Linked DNA regions of Zea mays: region 2 is linked to region 1. The links are chromatin contacts, called in public Hi-C maps. All regions are on one chromosome and are shown on one strand. The core of a region is the stretch at or near the end of the contact, and the rest is flanking DNA. Distances in the headings are between cores, read along the strand shown.

Region 1 (2,942 bases), core at 355-2,854:
TATATTTTTTGGGGCTTTTAGACTTTTGGGAGGAGCCCAATATAGAGATATTAGGAGTAAATTCATGAAGACCATCAGTTAGTGCTCTATGTTGGTTAGCTGAGAGAGGTTTTGAGTGTTTCCCACCTGTGAGCCGTGCGGGCTGCTGCCCTGTTTTGAACACCCATAAGTGTCTGGGGGTGTTTTTTGGTGTAACATTTCGTTGTTACTTGTGTTTATAGTTGTAGGAGCGGGTGTCGTCTTTGAGTTAGATCCCTTTGACCCTGTGTGATTTTTCTCTTCAATGCATTTGCTTCTAGAAGTAATTCTGTTTTGGTTTCTGCGCCATGTGCAACTTTGTAATTTTGTTACAATCGCAATGAAATTCGTTCTTGGCCATTTAGGGGGAAAAAGTCAGGATCCCAAAAATGATTTGCTTTGTGTAGTTAACTAGGCAACAGGATCCAAACTCAAAAAGGATAATATAACATCTTTACATGGATTAGGATTAATGAACTTTCTGTCAGATTCTTCCCCAGCCACTGGTCCTGCTGGATTTCAGTTTCAATATCCAGACAATTATTTTGGTAGACTCTGCAGGCATTCGTTTGATGATGGACACTTGGACTTACAAAGATTAGCTAATATTTCAGCATAGCATGTTTTGTAAGAACTGTTTTTTTTTTGTGGTGGGGGCTGATGACCTGAGAGAACCATGGTGTTTCCAACCCCCAAATAGAAATAACAATATGTTAAGTCAAATGAATTATCAAACAAACACAACAATCAACATACAGATACAGGTGGAAGGCATTAATTTGCACTGAATAGCATCTTAATCTATTGAAGTAGTGGTGGCTGTAATGTAAGTATAGGAGTAAAGCGACTCCGAACAGATGTAGGAAAAGAGAATGATGCTGGAAGAAATCAAAACCATGACCTCTTGTTACTAATTCAATATACCTCGCGGCACTAAAGGCATACTGTTTCTGAAACATTAACACAAGCACTTGATGTAACTCGATATTTATAAGTAGTGATAGTAGATAACACGTGGTACAAAAAAGGCTGTCAGGCAAGATTAAGCATCCTGTACTTGACAATTGGGGCGGGCAAGCGCGAAATTCTGAAAGCCAAGGTTGGACACCGGTGTACAAGGCGGCCACACCATGGCGACTATCTCGTGGTAGCATCGAACCGACGGCAGGCGCTCTAATCGGGGAGCTGGGAACCAGATCGAAAATCCCGGGCCCCAACCGATGAAAAGATTGGTTATGGTTATGGGGACAAAGAAGAAGAAAGCGTCTATGAACGAGCTGTCTGGACAGGTAAGAGAGTCCATGCAGCGAGGACGACTCGGTTCCACGAACAGATAGAGGTCGCAGAGAGAGAGGTGGGATAGAGAGAGAGAGAGAGTACCTTGGCTTGAGGGAGGTGTGCGCGGCGAGGTCGCGGGAGGAGAACTTCTGGGAGGGGCCGAAGATGCGGGTGCCCCCCTGCTCGTTGCCGCCCTTGGCCGGCGCCCAGGTGGGGCGCGCCGCGGTCGTCATCTGCAAACCCTAGCTGGCTGGGGAAGCTGCGGATGCGAGAGGAGAGGAGGAAGAGGAGCAGAGGAAGCGGTCGCGGGGTCGAGTTTGCCTTTTTTACGGGGCCCCGACTCCCGAGACAGCAAGGGCGACAGGAGGGCCGGGGCGCCGGGCACACGAGGAAGCATTGGCGATTTGGCGGCGGAGGGGAAGGAAAAAGACCGACTGGCCCATTGCGACCAGTTGCGTAAGTGGCCCGCGTACTTGTGGTGCCATGGGCTTAGATGGGCCAGTCCACTGGCTGTCGAGAGTCGTGACCCACCCGTGCAGCCCGCTAGATGACTGATTCACTGATACTGCCAGAGCATCGTGAACAGGCCTCGTCTTTTTCTCTTTTTGAATGCTAGTACTTATTAAAACAGAAGGATACTCTGTCATTCACTATTCTTAATTTCTCATTCCTTATTTTGCTTTTCCTGTTCTGCACTCGCTGCACAGCCTACACTCATTCTCGTTCCCACGCACACCTCACACCATTCTCATTCTCCACACAGCTCACGTCTAGCTAAAATAAAAAAACACATAGTCATAAGGAGATTCAAACCCACGACCTCTCAAGCCAATGCAAGCAGTAGCTACCACTACAACAGATATGTGTTTGTGCCTACATCTACGACAGGAAAAACATCTACTACATCTCTCACAAAGTTTATTGTTTCAGACGGGGGATTCTTATATTGCTCTCTCTCAAAAACCATAACAGATTTTCTGAAGCTAGTAAAACTTTGTAAAGCCATCATAGTGTTAACCTGCCGCGTCTCCTCGGTAGAGATGAATGGGACTTCTAGACCCCTTAACAAATGACGTAGGGGTAAAATTGTCTTCTATCTTTTATGGTTTTGGCTATAGAGTCTTGTAAGCACCTTCTCCTAGCCTTATTCCACTTCTGCTTTCATTTCTTTATGTAATTGTGACGAAGCTAAACATCTTCGTATTTCTCCTTGTTCTACTCCAAATGTATTCAACTCCCAAGCACCTGTAAAACTTAAGGATGTGCTAACCATCAATGATTAATTGTGTTTTTGAGGACCTTCGGATGACTTGTCATAACAAGAGGTAACATGAAAATTGCACAAGTATGGATTGTACAACTAGCGACCAAATACGAAAAATACCAATTGAAAACCACCGATTAATACAATTCGATAGATACGTAAATCACTGATTACATATTACACTAAGTTGATTTTAAGTTTCAGCGCGCACATATATATGATTTCAATTGTTACATGTTAAGAATACTTCATTTGTAATTTAAAGTATCATTGACATATAAAGGAGTATCAAATACTACGTTCGGACGAGCATCCCACGTCGCGACGGACCACAGACGTGTCCGGGGGCCAAAATAAACAAACGAAGCTCGCACGCATCAGA
Region 2 (2,805 bases), core at 56-2,555, 210 kb after region 1:
ATCCGAGAAGCAATCTCTGTGCCGGCCACCACCCCAAGGCCCAAGCAATCCATTCACCTTATATGCAGCGACGCGAGGCGGTGGTGCGCGCGGCCGTAGGACGGATCAATCCGTAGCGCCTCCTCACACTCCTTGACGGCTTCGCCGAGGCGGTCGAGGCCAATGAGAGCGGCGGCGCGGTTGCCCCGGCACGCAGCATTGTCGGGGCAGAGGGCGAGGGCGCGGTCGTAGAGCCTGAGGGCCCCCTCGAAGCAGCCCTTCCTGTATAGGTCGTTCCCGGCCCTCTTGACCTCCTCGGGGTCGGCGGCCGACATGGCGCGCCTGAGGACCGCGTCGTCGTCGGTGGCGGCGGGCACGGCGCCCCCGCCGCGGGAGCGGACGATGCTCCCGTGGCCGTAGTTGGCGGTCCCGGAGCCGAGCACGTCGTGGCGGGAGGCGCGGGGCGGCGGGGTCGCGACGGGGCAGGGGGACGGGAGCGGTTTGGCGAGGCGGCCGGAGGGACAGATGTTGCCCGCGGGGAGCGCGTTGGTGAGCGGCGAGGTGGCGGAGCTGGAGCACGCGCCGGATGTGAAGATGAGTGGGCCGGAGCCTGTGCGGCGGTGGCGCGGGGGCGCCTCGGAAGGGAGCGGGATCTCGCCGGAGTGGCTCCGGCGCGAGGCGAGGCCGGAGGCGGGCGCGAGCGGGGCCCGGGAGACGGAGCCGGAGGAGCCCGAGGAGGAGCTCGGGGTCGGGTGGTGGTGCCCGTGCTTGGAGGAGTGCGGGAGCGGGGAGACGGGCGAGAGCCTCCCCGGGGGCAGCGTGTCCGGCTTGTCGGTGGAGGAGAGGAGCACCGCGGCGGCGAAGGCGTCCGAGAGGGTGTCCGGCATTGGCGCCGGCGGGCGGTGGGACATTCCGCCGAGCACCTGCGGGGAGCGGGCGGCGCTGGATCTCGCTGCGCGGCGGGTGCTGGGTGGAGAGTGGGCGGGCGAGCTAGTGCGGCATGGAGGTGCGGTCAGAGGATGGGGGTGGCCGGATGGGGATCTCGGGAAGCGGAAGCGGAAGAGGGAGGAGGGCAGGGAGGAAGCAAGGAATGATGATGAAGCTCGAGGAGGCGTGGTGGGGTGGGTGGGTGGGGCGGCCCGAGCCCGAGCGAGCGGGGTAGATTTGCCCTGCGCGAGACCGACGGCCGTGGGCGGCGGCAGCAGCAGCAGTAATCAGCCAGTAAAACACCAGCAGCACGCGGGCCGCCCTCCCGAAACAAAGGCCCGCTTCTTCCGTTCCGTCGGCTGACGCCGACGCCGACGACGCGTCCGCATTGTCTTGGTCTTTCATGGAGACGGCTTCACGGCTGATTTCAAAACAAAAGACACCTACATCGACATGTGTTTTGGTTTGAGTGGGCCGGTCTATCGGAATCGGGTGTTACCTCTATGCAAATAGGTCTGATTATGGACTATTCGACTCGACCAATTCGATTTGACTCGCTAGAAAAAAAAATACAATGAAATTATAATTTGTGACCCACAATAATTTACGGGTGTAACATTGTTTATAGTTATGTGTTCTATATTTTACACTATCTATCGAAGATAGTCTTACAGAACTCGGCTAGCTTCAAATTAAAAAGGGCATCTATGACCACTTCGGATGTCGTTAATGTTTTTGGGAGGGACGAGGGTACTTAGTATCGGCAAATCCTACCTTTTATGGTATGTTTAGGAGCATAATATTTTCTTAGTCCCAAGATAATATCATGGTATTTAAGCATATCATGATATTTTAGATCAAAAGACGTTTAGGAGCACATCTAAAAACTCTTATTTTAAACCATGATTTTACCAATACCACGATATTTTTGGTAGTTACAGTCTTCTTTTCTCCTACACTATAACTAAAATATTATGTCTCTACACAGATGTTAAATTGGACTAAGTAAAATATATCATAGTTATATCCTGGTATACAATAAACTATGGTATTATAATATGTGTTTTTTAGAAAGAGTTCCCATACAGACCCTTGAATTTAACAAGCAGGCCAGTTTGGATCATAACAATAAGATAATTGTCAAATGCCAACAAACCGTTAAGGCAAACGCACTTTATTAACACGTGAATTGATGAACCCGAGCTACCTCTTAGCTTAGTTGTGATGTTAATCCTCTTACTTTCGCCTTTGTTCCTCTTTAAAACTCGATACTACCTAATGCAAAGCGCCTACTAGGGCTTGTTAAATTGGAAAGAAATTGAAGAAAATTAGAGAGGATTAAATCTCTTCCTTATCAAAATTAAATATAAATAGATTTAATACATCTTGATCCCCTTTGATTCTTGTGCAACTGAACAAGTTCTTAGCAAATACTTTTACTAGGAAACTATGTAGTCCACACAAACCTACATGTATTTATCAATTTTAAGTATCAAAGCCTAGAATAATAAAAAAAATGCAAGGTATCTATATCAAAACTCAAAACTTCTATCAAATTATATGTGTATGTGGTTGTTGTGAGGGTAGTCTCAACTTAGGAACTATCTCATAGCTTTTATACTTGCCAAGTTATGGCACTACACATAAAATTGTATTTCTAATGATGTTTTTAGAATATTCTTTTGCCCAATTACTTCGATTATATTGTTAGTGTGAAATTAAATAACATTCAGGGCCATACATAAAAAATCATAGAAGTGTGTCAAATATATGGGATTCAGATATTTTACTGTTACGCTAATGGCTAGTCCCAAAACAATTAGAGGGTGTTTGAGATTGCTCCACTCCATGTTTTGTTGTTCCGCTCCACGATTTGCTTTCCAAACAATCTGAAATCCA

The links. A called contact is a pair of places that touch in the nucleus more often than the background predicts.
Region 2: a contact with region 1 is called in a Hi-C map of ear, with 2.1 times the contacts expected there. The contact joins the promoter of LOC103653343 here to the promoter of LOC100282711 in region 1. A contact is called at or near these places in 5 of 25 Hi-C or Micro-C datasets (bundle sheath, ear, endosperm and 2 more).

Annotation. Positions count from the first base shown.
Region 1 is chr3:3,158,842-3,161,783 of Zm-B73-REFERENCE-NAM-5.0, forward strand. LOC100282711 reads right to left here and starts at 1,605. Exons shown (of 7, transcript NM_001155618.1): 1 at 1,399-1,605. The coding sequence starts at 1,529.
Region 2 is chr3:3,370,546-3,373,350 of Zm-B73-REFERENCE-NAM-5.0, forward strand. LOC103653343 (TPR repeat-containing thioredoxin TTL1) reads right to left here and starts at 1,306. Exons shown (of 7, transcript XM_008680270.3): 1 at 58-1,306. The coding sequence starts at 890.